Linked DNA regions of Mus musculus: regions 2 and 3 are each linked to region 1. The links are chromatin contacts, called in public HiCAR-type and promoter capture Hi-C maps. All regions are on one chromosome and are shown on one strand. Each heading gives the region's core, a stretch centred on a gene start, on an enhancer-like site or on the middle of the called end of the contact. The rest is flanking DNA. Distances are from core to core; before and after follow the strand shown. Region 1 holds the start of Dmxl2 (Dmx-like 2). Region 2 holds the start of Acat1 (acetyl-Coenzyme A acetyltransferase 1). Region 3 holds the start of Elmod1 (ELMO/CED-12 domain containing 1).

The links. Promoter capture Hi-C pulls out the DNA fragments that hold promoters and counts their contacts. HiCAR-type assays count read pairs that join an accessible place to other places.
Region 2: a contact with region 1 is called in a promoter capture Hi-C map of liver, with 2.7 times the contacts expected there. The contact joins the promoter of Acat1 here to the promoter of Dmxl2 in region 1. A contact is called at or near these places in 2 of 39 promoter capture datasets (both in liver), 1 of 484 Hi-C or Micro-C datasets (liver) and 1 of 115 datasets of contacts at active chromatin or transcription factors (astrocytes).
Region 3: a HiCAR-type map of astrocytes shows a contact between it and region 1, with 2.2 times the contacts expected there. The contact joins the promoter of Elmod1 here to the promoter of Dmxl2 in region 1.

The regions. Positions count from the first base shown.
Region 1 is chr9:54,499,896-54,504,239 of GRCm38.p6, forward strand. Dmxl2 (Dmx-like 2) reads right to left here and starts at 1,731. Exons shown (of 44, transcript NM_172771.2): 1 at 1,456-1,731. The coding sequence starts at 1,542.
Region 2 is chr9:53,607,836-53,612,179 of GRCm38.p6, forward strand. Acat1 (acetyl-Coenzyme A acetyltransferase 1) reads right to left here and starts at 2,515. Exons shown (of 12, transcript NM_144784.3): 1 at 2,378-2,515. The coding sequence starts at 2,440.
Region 3 is chr9:53,973,457-53,977,800 of GRCm38.p6, forward strand. Elmod1 (ELMO/CED-12 domain containing 1) reads right to left here and starts at 1,845. Exons shown (of 11, transcript NM_177769.4): 1 at 1,569-1,845.

The DNA of each region.
Region 1 (4,344 bases), core at 481-2,980:
TGTGTGTGTGTGTGTTTTCTCTCTCTATTCTCCAAACAGCCTCCACACACTTAAAGACCAAGCTCCAGCCTATGTTAATATTATTGGGCTGGTATTTTTTTTTAACGATTTTCATTGTGGGGGAGGGGCAACCCTGAATACACAGTAAGCATATGGAGGTCAGAGGGCAACCTGGCATGAGTTTGTCCTCTCCTTCCACCATGTGAGTCATGAGGGGGTTGAATTCAAGTCTCTAGGTTTGGTAGTAAGCACCTTTATCCAGCAAGCCATGTCACAGGGCCCTAGACTGATGTTTTAAGTCACATGTGTAGCAAACTCAGCACCACTGATTAGTGAAAGAATAATATGTCAAACAACCCTATTTTTAAAAGTATTCTTTCAAAACTAGAACAAACCTGAGCTGACTACATCTTAAAATTATTAAGGCCAAGAAGCAACCTTGTTGAGGTTTTTTTTTTTAAATGAATCACAAAACATTAAAAACAGATAAAGTGTTCCAGAATGCAGTGCTACATAATGATTCTGCAGTTTTGCTGTAATTTTTCCTGCAGTTTTACAAACATGCTGCTGTAGACATCAAATCAAATGGTTCCCGTTGTCTAAAAAGCATATTACTAAGCAATATCCAATTTAATTAAGCATAATGATTATCAATATGTACTTAATAGAGGTCTCACTAATACAATTCCTTCTAAGAAGGACCATGTATATACTTAATATAAAAAACATTATTAATCCGTGTGAATCTTACAAAATAATCTCTGGGAGAGCTTGATTTTATCAGCCTTTTCTCAAAAAAGGATTGATGAATCCCACCCATCTGGCTGAGAAACTGACTATGTCGTGTAGGGAGGTGCTGGTTTCCAAAACGCTATGTTTACATACATTTTTATCACACGCCCAAGGAAAGTCTTAAAATGTAACACTGCTTCAGGCTTTAAAAAAATTAAAAAAAAAAAAACTAGCTTGCAAAGATTAAGTTAATACCTGAAAGGATTACCGAAACGGAACCCTGAGCTAGATAAGACAGGCCACTCATGAAAAGGTGACTTCCATTCTAACTCTTTCAGGGAGAGAGCGGATTTTTCTATTCCCGTATGCTAAAATTCTACCTAGGGAGATACAGAGGGCGCGTTTAAAGCCGCAGGCAGCTCGGGAGGCCAGGGAGCAGCACCGCCTCCATACCCTGAGACCAAGACCGTTCGCTGCCAGCCAGGAGCAGGTGGAAGCCGCCCCGGGCTTCGGCCGCTGCCAACACCTCCCTCCCGGCACCGCAGACCCCGGGGCTGCCCCGAACCTTCCATCCCCGCCACCCGCGCACTCACCGGGCGGGCGGGCGGGCGGACGAGGGCGGTGATTCCTCATCCTTCCCCTACCCCCGCCCAAGCCCAGAGCCCAGGGGGCGTGGGTGGGCTCGTCGCTCACGGCCCTACGGGAGGCCCCAGCTCTGCTCACCGTGAAGGGGACGTCCCCGACGCTGCCCACCGAATAGCAGTTGTCCCCAGGGTTGACAGCCCCGGTGAGGACCTGATGCAGATGCATCTCGGGATTCCGGCTGGAATGAGCTCTGCGCCAGAGGAGGACGAGTCCCGCGCCCGGCCGCAGCCGCTCTTCCTGTGCGTCCTCGGGACTCAGCGCCCCGCTCGCCTGTCGTCTGCCGGCCGCCGCCCGGCCATGAGAGGCTCCGGCCGCCGCAGCCCGACCGCCGCTCGGCTGCGGAAATGCCCGGATGCTCCCACGGCCTGCCGCACCGGCGCACAGTGCGGGCGCAGGGCCGCGGCGCGTGCGAGGCGGGGGCGGCGCCGGAGAGCGCGCAAGCGGGGCGCGTGCGAGGCCGTCACGCCGCGCGCCAGGGAGAGGCCGGCGCGCGCCCGGCGCGGGGACGCGGCGCGCAGGCAAAAGAACGCGCTCACACGGGAAGCCACGCTCTCGGCGCCGCGCGTGCGCGTGCGCGCGCCACCGTCTCCAGGACAACTGCGCGCGCCGCGACGCGCGGACCCTCTGTGCCGGTTGCGCGCGCAGACCTGCGGGAGTTCCCTGGGAGCCCGGGGCCCAGACCTCCAGGGGCGGGGCCAGGGGGCCGGCCTGTTTTGCTAAGTGTTTAAGCGTCTCTCGAGGACAGCGCGTGCTGGTCAGTACCGCTGACCTCAGGGGAAGGACACTACCATCACTGGGCAATCCCATGATCTTAAGGTCCTTCTGTCTACTTTAAAGTATGCAGCATCTTACAGCCTTTAAGGGATGCTGAACTCCCCCGACAGCAAATTGTTGTGCTCACACTTTTTCTCACACGTCCCCCTAGAGACCGGTGATCCCTCTATCTAAAAGTGTTTTTCCCCCAGGGTATGATGTCATGAAGTCGCAGAATCGCCTGCTTTTCCAGGCTGTCTGCTAATTTGAAATCAGATCCCTGCCCCCACTACACACACACACACACACACACACACACACACACACACACACACCGGGTCAATTCTTTGCGATTTTTAGCTCAGGTTGTAGAAAAGAAACCGCGGCACGGAACAAAGGTTAACGAGGAAAATTTAAGACCAAACACGCACAAGGCTTACAAAAGATACAAAAATCGATGAGGTTACAATATGTTAACTAGGGGGCTGGAAGGATCTCTCTGAGGACATAGAGTAATGAGTCCCTGGATTCAATTTTGACAGGCTAGGAGCAACTAGGAATAAAGCATTATAATAAAGAAATTAGGAGAGCTAGAAAGTAAAATGTACGGGGGAGACACTAAGTTCAATGCTTGAGGCAGGTATATCAGTTAGGGGAAAGATATGATAGTTAACAAGAAATACACGCACCCAGGGGGGCTCTATGTCCAGGGCTTTCGAGACACTGAATCCACTGAGAAGCCCAGATTTTGTTCTGCCTGTCCTAAAGGCTATCTGCTACTTCTCAGCTGAAATGTATAATCAGGTGAATGTGCCGAGGGTGGAGAATGGAGGCAGATTCCGCATGTTTACTGTTCCGGGAAAGCAGCATCAGTAATCAACTAATTCCCAGCGACCTAAGGCATATCCCTTTTCATCTATAGTGGCATAAACCCCCAGGCTAAGATCTCGGGGAGGGGGGGAGTCACTCCCCACCTCCACCCATCCATTTCTCTTCACAATCCATGCACCTCACCGGCTCCCCAGCCCTCTACCTGTGGCTCCGCCTTCACGGCTTCTCGCTTAACTACCCTAGTTGCCGCCCATGTGCTGTCTTCAGTACATTCTCTCTCCAATCCATCCAGAGAAACAGTCTCTGTTTGGTTTAGGGCGTACTGGGAAGCGAAGCCAGGACCTGGCCCCAGCTAGGTAAGCCCTCTGTCACTGAGCTACGCCATCAGCCCCGGAGAAACCATTTTAATCTGTAGTTGCTCCCTTTCCCTAGAAGTTAAAAGTCCACATTCCTCAACTTGTTTGACAATCCATTCAATCTAGTTTTGCCTAATCTCCCTGTTTTAGCTCAGGCTGTTCTATTACCCACTAGTTTCCAGCCCCCCTGAATCAATGCCGTTCTTCAGAGCATTCTAGGGTTTTTTTTGTTCTTCCCTGACTTGACTCATGTTCTTTGTACTCTCTGTAATGCCTTCCTCCCCTTGCTGATCTGAGACACCATGACTATCTCCAAATACCTTATGGCTTCCTCCTTTGTGACACTCATAACCCACCCCCAATAATATGTTTGTCTATGCTGTGTGTTTGTTTACTAGATTCCATAGACATTTCAAGTTAAGGTCAGTATTTAATTTTCCCTAGTACTAGGATTGTAGAACTTTATTGACATATAAGAGTAAAAGCTAAATAACAGCATCCAGCCAGGCATGGTAGCACATACCTATAATTCCCAGAATTACAGAGCCTGAGGCAGTAGCAATACTTTAAATTCAAGGCCAACCTAGAATACATACCCAGATCCTGTCTCAAAAAACCAAATCCTCATACTAAATTTGTTGTCATTTCTATCTCTTTTGTAAATCTCATTTTATTTTTTTTAAAGATTTATTTATTTACTATATGTAATGACACTGTAGATGTTTTCTTCAGACATTTTTTCTTCTCGCTCTGGCCCAGCCCCTCTTACTCACTGTAGCTGTCTTCAGACACCCCAGAAGAGGGCATCAGATCTCATTATGGAAGGTTGTAAGCCACCATGTGGTTGCTGGGATTTGAGCTCATGACCTTCGGAAAAGCAGTTGGTGCTCTTAACTGCTGAGCCATCTCTCCAGCCCCATTTCTATCTTTTTATTTCTATCTTTTGACGCTACATGCAATTTACTGAATTCTGGGAAATCATTGATTCTGTATATTTAGTGATAAACAGCTGGCCATGAATAAAAAA
Region 2 (4,344 bases), core at 1,265-3,764, 890 kb before region 1:
CGGGAGGCAGAGGCAGGCAGATTTCTGAGTTCGAGGCCAGCATGGTCTACAAAGTGAGTTCCAGGACAGCCAGGGATATACAGAGAAACCCTGTCTCGGAAAAGCCACAAAAAAGAAAAAAAAAATCTTTTCTAGAGTTCAAAAAGGTGAACTGGGCTGGAGAACTTGGATTCAGTCCCAAGCACCCGACTGTTAATTCCAGAACTCATGATGAAGAGGCAAAAAGAACATGCATTCTGGAGACCATTCTAGAGTAGAGGAATACCCAACATAAAGGGGAGATGGGCACATGGCATATGCTACATAACCTACAAGTGGTAAAAAGAGCCCAGAACACAGGCAACTAGACAGTATAAAAATAAATGCTGGGAAGAGACAAATTTAGGTCATTGGGACCCAGAGAAGAAGAAGATAGAGAAGGCCCCAAATCTAGGACTAAGAGCGTAGGGGATTCATTGATCATTAAATTACATTTGATACTGTACAGAAATCCCTCCTCCAGACCCAAGTTCTATATCAATTTCTATACATCAATTTTATTTTGGTTGCCCTGTTTTGAGACCATCTTTCACTATACAGCCCAGGGTAGCCTCAAATCACAATCCTCCTGCCTCAGCTTCTTCAATGCAGAATTACATTTAGATGGACTCCATTACACCAGTTCAGACTCACTTTTATCATGCAGAAGATAGTTTGCACTTGGTTATAAAGCCTCCAGTGTAGACTAAGCCGGCTCTGCACACTTCTGTTTACACACCTTGACTACCTGGCTTATCTAATTAATTCGTCCAGGCACATTATCCAGAATCCCAGTTAACCTAATTTCATGGACCTCTCTCCAGCCATCCTCGCGAAACTTACTTACTCATCCAGAACTCCTCTGGGCATGATGGCTACTCTTTCAATTCCAGATAATCCAGAGGCTGAGGTAGGGGAGTGAGGAGTTCAAAGTCAGATGACCTAGTTAGCAAAACCACTAGAAAGAGAGTAATAGTAATGGTGGGGAGGGGGAGGAAGGAGAGTGGGGCTGGGGCGGGGAGAGAGGCAAGAAAAGGGAGGGGAGGAGAAGGAAGGGTCAGAAGGAAAAAGGCACACGAGTCTTTCTTGGGAACACTTTTTTTTTTTTATGCATATGAGTACACTGTAGCTGTCTTCAGACACACCAGAAGAAGGCATCAGATTCCTTTTTTTACAGATGGTTGTGAGGCACCATGTGGTTGCTGGGAATTGAACTCAGGACCTTTGGAAGAACAGTCAGTGCTCTTAACCACAGAGCCATCTCTCCAGCCCCGGGAACACTTATTTTACGAGTGAGGTTCTGCCCATCTCCAGATGAGAAAATAGACTATCCCTCTGGCTTTCCTATTACTGCAGTCACCCAGTACTTATTGTTTTTTTATCTTTCGGAGACTGGGTATCTCCAAATTGCCCACGTGGGTTGAAATCCTTGATCTCAAGCTCCTCTTGCCCGAGCAGCAACTCAAGTAAGATTCATTTTATAGTTTGTTTGCCCTCAGCTTCCAGCTCCAAGCCTCGGGCCCTCAATTATTCTTTCACAATCTCTTGCAGAGCAATGCTCTCTTTCAGCTCCTATTGCCAGAACTACCCGTTTCGGCGAACCCTGATTTTCTCAGAAACAAAACCACGCAAACCTAACTCCAGACTCTTAAAGACTGACCGACAAAGTCTAGAATGTCACCTTTGGAAAGTACAAAGTGTTCGCCGAACACAACCATCAGAAGCGAGGCACTCACTTCAAATAAAAATTATTTCTTGTACTGTCTCAGTAGCCATCTTGTTAGTTTTAAGACAATCTTCTGATTGCCATATAGTGCCTGAGCTCTGATTAAGACAATTAATTAAACCAATGATTAGCCAGGTGGTGGTTCATGCCTTTAATCCCAGCACTCTGCAGGTGGAGGAAGACCAATGAGCTCGAAGCCAGCCTGATCTTGAGAGAGAGAGAGAGAGAGAGAGAGAGAGAGAGAGAGAGAGAGAGCGTTCCAGGGCAGCAAGGGTTCCACAGAAAAACCAGTGGAACAAAATACAAACCAAACCCCAAAACTCAAACCAATCAAACAAAAAAACAAGGAAAAGGAAATCACAAGGTCACAAAAACGTCTTAGAAACTCCTGGGCCTACAGAGAGACTCAGCTCTCTGCAGTCTGGGATCGCGCCTGGTCAGGCCCAAGCTTTGCTGCACAGCTGATGCGGAGCGTGACAGTAGCACAGACTGACAGGTGGACTGACACACGACGGCGCAGGCACTCGATCCCCAAGGCGCTGGTGCTGAGCGCTGTGGCCCACGAGGACGGACCTCGCGGGCGGCTGGTGGGCTCCCCGATCCCGGCCCACCCCCGGAATCGACCCTGCTCACCTGCAGCAGCCCGCGAAGCAGAGGCCTGCGGACGACGCCGTGCAGAGCCACCAGGGCAGCCATGGAGACGCGAAAGGCTGTCAAGGGCAGAGAGACGCGCCGCGGCCTCCACTTCCCCACCGCAGAGCTTGCGACGTCGTGGCGGGCACCGCCCCGACCCTCTCCTCCAATAGCAGTCCAAGATCGCTGCGCTTGGCGGCGATTGGCCCGTAGCCAGAGGGCGGGGCCTGGCGCTTGGCCCGAGGACTGAGCTGAGGCTCTCCTGGACCAAAAAAAAAAAAAAAAAAAAAAAAAAAAAAGGACTAATGACCACGTGGCTTGACACCTAGGTGGTGCACGCTAAACTGTTGATTGTTGATGCCAGTTGTTTCTGCCTCCAGATGCCTGTAGTTTTCGTGCAGTCCGAGACTTTCCATTCACTTTGCCGTGCCTGATCAGGTGACTGTATTACCCAGACAAAGGATGTTGGTAAATGTTTCCAGCAATTCCCATTATATTCATTTATAATACAAATAAACCAATTTCTTACGTTAAAAGAATGTTGAAGTTGTTTTTCTGTAGGATGCTAAGTAAAATACATATTACTATCTAAACTTCACTGAGTAATAATAAGATTACATCAACTTTCAAAGAAACTCCCCGCAGGCTGGGTGTGATGGGACACACTCAGGAAAGAGGCAGGTGGATCTCTATGAGTTCGACGCCAGCCTGGTCCACATAGCGAGTCCCTGAACAACTAAAACTACAGACGGAGACCCTGTCTCCAAATAATTAAAACAAAACAGAAACAGTGCATTAACTGATATTACATGATAATTCTCACATTTGTGTAACCCATTGCTAAGGCTAGTTGGAGGATTGTTTTGCTTAGGTTTTGTTTGGTTAGTTTTTAGATAGGGTCCCACGGTGTAGCTCTGGCTATCCTGGAATTCACTATGTAGACCAGGATGGTCTTGAGCTCACAGAGATCTTTCTGTCTTTGCCTCCCTAGTGCTGGTATTAAAAGCACTATGCCAGGCCATTTGCTGACTTTGAATCTTCAGTTGGGGATAGCAGATCTTTCTGCTTGTGACATTAATTTTCCTTGATGTAAAACAAAAGGCACAACATACAAATTGAACAATTTACTTCAAGTCGACTTGTTTCATGTAATTGTGTGCACTCCTGTGTAGGCCAAGGGTAAACCTCAGATAACTCCCTCTGAGACTCTCTGCTGCTTTTTGTTTGGTGTTTTTTGTTTTGTTTTGTTTTTGTTTGTTTTGTGAGACAGGGTCTATCTCTCCTTGCACTAGAATGGCTGGCTAATAAGCCACCATCTCTACTCCTTCAACCCTATCCACCCATCCATGGAACTGGGGCTACAATCAAGGGCCACCACGCCTAGCTCTTTACATGGATGATGCTCTAAACGCTTTCTTGTGATGCAAACACTTTGCACACTGAATCATCTTCCCAGACCCTTTTGGGGTAAAGTGTGTGTATGTGTATATGCACCTTTGTGTATCTGCACCAAGTGCATACAGGCGCCTGAAGAGGACAGTAGAGGGCGTCAAAACTCCTAAAACTGAAGTTGTAGGTAGTTGGGAACTGTCTGTTGTGTTCTGAGAGCTGAACCCAGGTCCTTTCTAAGAGCTGATAGTATTTTTAACTGCTGAACCATAAGCCCCACTTTTGTTTTGTTTTTCAAGTTAGAGTCTCATGTAGCCTAGGATGCACTCAATCCCACTAGGTAGTCAAAGATGACCTTGAAGTTCTACTCCTCCAATGTCCACCTTTAGATTGCTGGCAACAGAGGTGGGTATTGATCCCAGGTCTTCATATAATCTAGGCAAGTATACTAAGCTATCTCTTCACTATGAAGCCTACCGTTTCCTTGCATGGTGGGGGTGTGCCTTCCTCATTAAGATACTCACTATATCAAAATGTCTTGGGTGATTGGCAAAGCTTTGGGATGGGCTTCTATAAGA
Region 3 (4,344 bases), core at 595-3,094, 530 kb before region 1:
GCCTCCTCCTTGTGTGTGCAGACTTGCAAGAGAGAATTACTGTCTCTCTTATTCTTCACAAGAAGGCTTGAGTTCTTGGCCAACAAAAGAATTCCTTATAGATGGGTCAAGATTACCTATGTGTCTCCCACACACCTGGGGTTGGGCCGGGGGAGCTGACTGTCTGTAAATCCACCTTAGGATACTGACAACTAGGCAGTGTGTCAGTTTACTGGTTAATTGTGATGGCGCAACACGAGTTACGTAGTTCAAAGCGTAAGTCTGCTACAATCCAAAAAGTGCCCTGAAATAAAACATTATTTTGCTGTTTTTAACCTCAATGTCTTACAGAGAAAGCACTCATCTTTTCCCATAAGAGAGGGTAAGAAGAAATATCTCCTAAGGGTGAGGAAAAACAAAAATGTGTGCCTTTGGCAAAATTTCAACCAGATTGATCTCAAATGAAACTTCTAGGGAGAGAATGACCAAGACTGTTGTTACTCCGTGTTGTCATAAGACAACAAGGAACTATGACGTTTATTCCAATGTAGGCATGCTACTACCTGCTTTCCACCATATTGGCAATAGCAGTTAAGGACGGTTGTCAAGCGACCGACACAACATGCACACACTGCTGAGATGCAGAACAAAGCCTGGGTGGCTGCCTAAAATCGGTCTCTCCAAATGACAGCCCCAATTTATGACACCAGTCTAAGGCTTGCGGGGATTTGCGACGTCTTTTTCTCTGTTGGTGGGGAAGAAAGAGATGAAATTTGGAGAGCTCCAAGCAGTGGCCTGGGCTTCCATCTGTTTGTGCGGGGCAGAAAGGCTTACACACATATTCATTAAACTTGATCTGAAGCGAGCGAGTCTGTGAGGTCGTTTCTGAAATATTCATAAGGTCTGTTACCGGACTCGCCACTTAGAGGTTGAGCAGAAACACGACGAGGGGGAGCAGTTGGTGCCCACACTTGGAAATAAAGGCACTAGGAAAAACAGCACACCTCGCTCCACTGTTCCTGTTTTAACAGCTCCTCACGGCTGCTCTCCGCCCGCCTGTTCAATTGCACCTGCCCAGGAGATGCTCCAAGAGTGGAGTTTCCTGGAGTAGAAGGAGGTGCGCTCGCCAGCCCTGCAGACCTGGCTCAGGGTGGAGGCTCAGAGACCTCTGGTTTACAGCTCTGCCACTCTGCCGCCTGGCACCGCCCCGGGGCCTGACCGGCAGGACAGAGGGCTCCTTAGGGGCCAGGACCCTCCACTTGCCCCAGCCAGGCCGCTCTTTGTTCCCGCTTGGGATTCCTCCCTAAGCACCAGCAGTGGCGTTCAGTCGCTAGGCGACCTGCGCCCCAGGGACGCAAACAGCTTCCAGCGCTGACCCGCAGCGCCGCGGGTTGTTATTTCCCGGCTCACGATGAGAAAGAGGATTTAGTCTTGGGTGACTCGGGCGCTCCGGCACCCAGGTAGTGCGCACTTTCATTCACGTCCCCTCACTGTCCCCATTTATTTTGTACCCTACACACACAGGTCAGCTGCCACCTCTCTTTTTTCCAAGGGCATTCACCCTTGGCTCCTCTAGGGTCGCGACTCACCGGAGCAGAGACAGTGGTGGGCTCAGCAGCTCTGGGATCGCAACAGTGTGGTCTCCATCTCCGCCTTCGCTCCTGCTACGCACTAGCGACCGTGATCGCCGCGGCTGGTCCCCGAGCGGATGCTGGACAGAGGCGGCCGCGGCTGCCGCACTGGCTGCGGGCGCGGGAGGGGCGGGGGCGGGGCGGGAATCTGGGTCGCGTGGAGCCCTGCAAGCCGGGTTGCACCCTGGGCAGCGGGCAGAGAGGAGGCGACCGAGAGCAGCTGGGGAGGGCGTGCAGAGGTTTCCCTGGGAGCAAGACGCTGGCGGCTACTGAGCATGCTCAGTCGCGGAACCCCGGGGCGCGGGCGCGGCGGGGAGGAGTGAGCTCAGGCCCCCGCGCCAGAATGTGGGAAGAAAGGGTTAAAACTGCGCACTTGGCCGCAGTGGCCTAGTTTAACTGTGCAGGAGTCAGAGTCGACCACCCCTAAAGAAGTCCAGGGTTGTGAACCTGGGAAGACCTGTCAGTGGGATTCCTGAAGAATCTAGGGCAAGGAATGTTCTCCAGTTCCTCTGAGGTGGATTATCCAGAAGGCAAAGTTTGTTTTTAGTTTATTTGTTTTTTTACCTCCTCCCAATTCAGATACCCAACCCTCACTTGCTTTCCTGTGTGTTCTGACTCCCCCCAGGCATCCCCTTCCTCTCTTGATTCTTGGACAGGTCAGGTGAAGTTGTCAAAGAGCCAGTTCTTTAATTAGGTGTAACTGAGAGCCCCGGTGGGTCTTCCCTGGCCCAGGCCTGTGTTTCATCGAGGGTTTCATAAACAACAGCTCATTACAAGTTTAAGTATAATGGGATAAATTATAGATATCCTGGTCTGCAATTATTTGGGGGGAACACTGCCTTCTTGCAGTGGAATGGCTGAACTCCCGAACACCCACACCCTTCCTCAGTCCTATTTTCGGTTTTATGTAGAACGTCTTCATAGATAAGAGTTTCCGAACAACACAGGGAAACTGACTTCTTCAAAAGGCTTTGATTTTGCTCGTGGTGTTCCGATCTTCTGGTTTACCTTACCCTTTCCGTTCCCCTTCATGACGACCTACTCACTCTCTGTGATCAATGTTACCTTCTCTGAAACGTGGCTGCAATACAAGTTAATGCCTGGCTGTCAGAGATCATCTGGACACGCTGCTGTCACATAGTAGAGTTGGTTACTGCTGTATAAGAAGGTCAAACAACCAAGCCAACTGTTTTGTGCAGGCACGGAACAATGTGCTGAGAAAACAACAACAAATAAGACAGACAGGTTTTTCTCCTCAGAGAATTTACAATCTGTTGAAAACGACAGGCAAGCCAGAATGGCGGCAGCACTTGGGAAGCAGAGGCAGGTGGATTTCCTGAATTTGAGGGCAGCTTGGTCTACATAGTGAGTCCAATAACAATCACAAAACCAGAGAAAGGCAACAAATACCTAAAATGGAGAGTATTATCAAGAATAAAGGTCAAGTTGTTTTTGACTTTGTGTTACCCATCAAATGAATCTACCGAGACTTGACTTATCTCTGAAACAATGGATAATAATATTAATAATGGCCTCAGGCTAACCAAAATGTGTGGGTCCTTGCTAGTCTGTTGTTAAACCATTGATTTTTTCCCCCTTTCATTTGATTCCATCAGCTAAAACTGTTCTAATCTCAAATTATTTGTAGGAAGAACTTGCCATCCCAAGTAATGAGTAGGAGGCGTGTGTTGTGGGAGACAGAGCAGTTGTATTGTATCTATTATCTAATTGGAGGAACAGTATTTGTTAAATGGCCAAAGTCAACCGAGATTCCCAAATCTCATGAGTCTCTTCTCATGTATTATCTGTATTTACAGAAATAGTTATTCTCCAAAATATATCATTTGACTCATTGCACCTTCCTGCTGTCTGGATTGTGTAAGTATTTCGCTCGATCCTGTTGTTGTCTGAGCTTAAGAACCAGCTCTCCTGAAGCTTGTTTGATTATGGGTGTCCATGATGACTAATGACTAACCACTTTGACACTGTATAATGTGGGCACCTCCAGGGTTAGATCTCATTCATCTTTTTATTAAAGAACTTAGCAGATGACTAGTGGGTGGGGGATCCTCAGTGAGTTTACCGACTACAGGAATGCTGGGCCTTCCGACCACATTCTTTTTAACAGGTCTTCCTAGTAACCGTGGAATAAATTCCACAATCATGACACTTAACTTGGCCCTTGCCTGGTCTATGGATTTTTCCATTAGCCACAAATTTACTTTTTTTTCTTCTGGGTTTTGAGTTACTTTTGGATTTAGAAAAGAAGAAGAAGAAGAAAGAAGAAGAAGAGGAAGAAGAGGAAGAAGAAGGAGAAGGAGAAGGAGGAGAAGGAGAAGGGGAAGGAGAAGGAGGAGGAGGAGGAGGAGGAGGAGGAGGAGAAGAAGAAGAAGAAGAAGAAGAAGAAGAAGAAGAAGAAGAAGAAGAAGAAGAAGAAGAAGAAGAAGAAGAAGAAGAAAGGAAGGAAAGAAGGAAGGAAGGAAGGAAGGAAGGAAGGAAGGAAGCAGCAGCCAAGTGTGATGCACACCTTTACACCCAGCACCTGGAAGGCCGAAGCAGCCAGATTGCTATGGGTTGGTGGCCAGCCTGTTCTACATAGAGAGTTCCAGGGTTATATATTTAGTTAGACCTTGTCTCAGGAAAAACAAACAGACAAAACAAACAAACAAAAAAACCCATAAAACCCCAAACTTGATCAAAAGTTTACCATGCAATCAACAGCGAAGAGATTGAG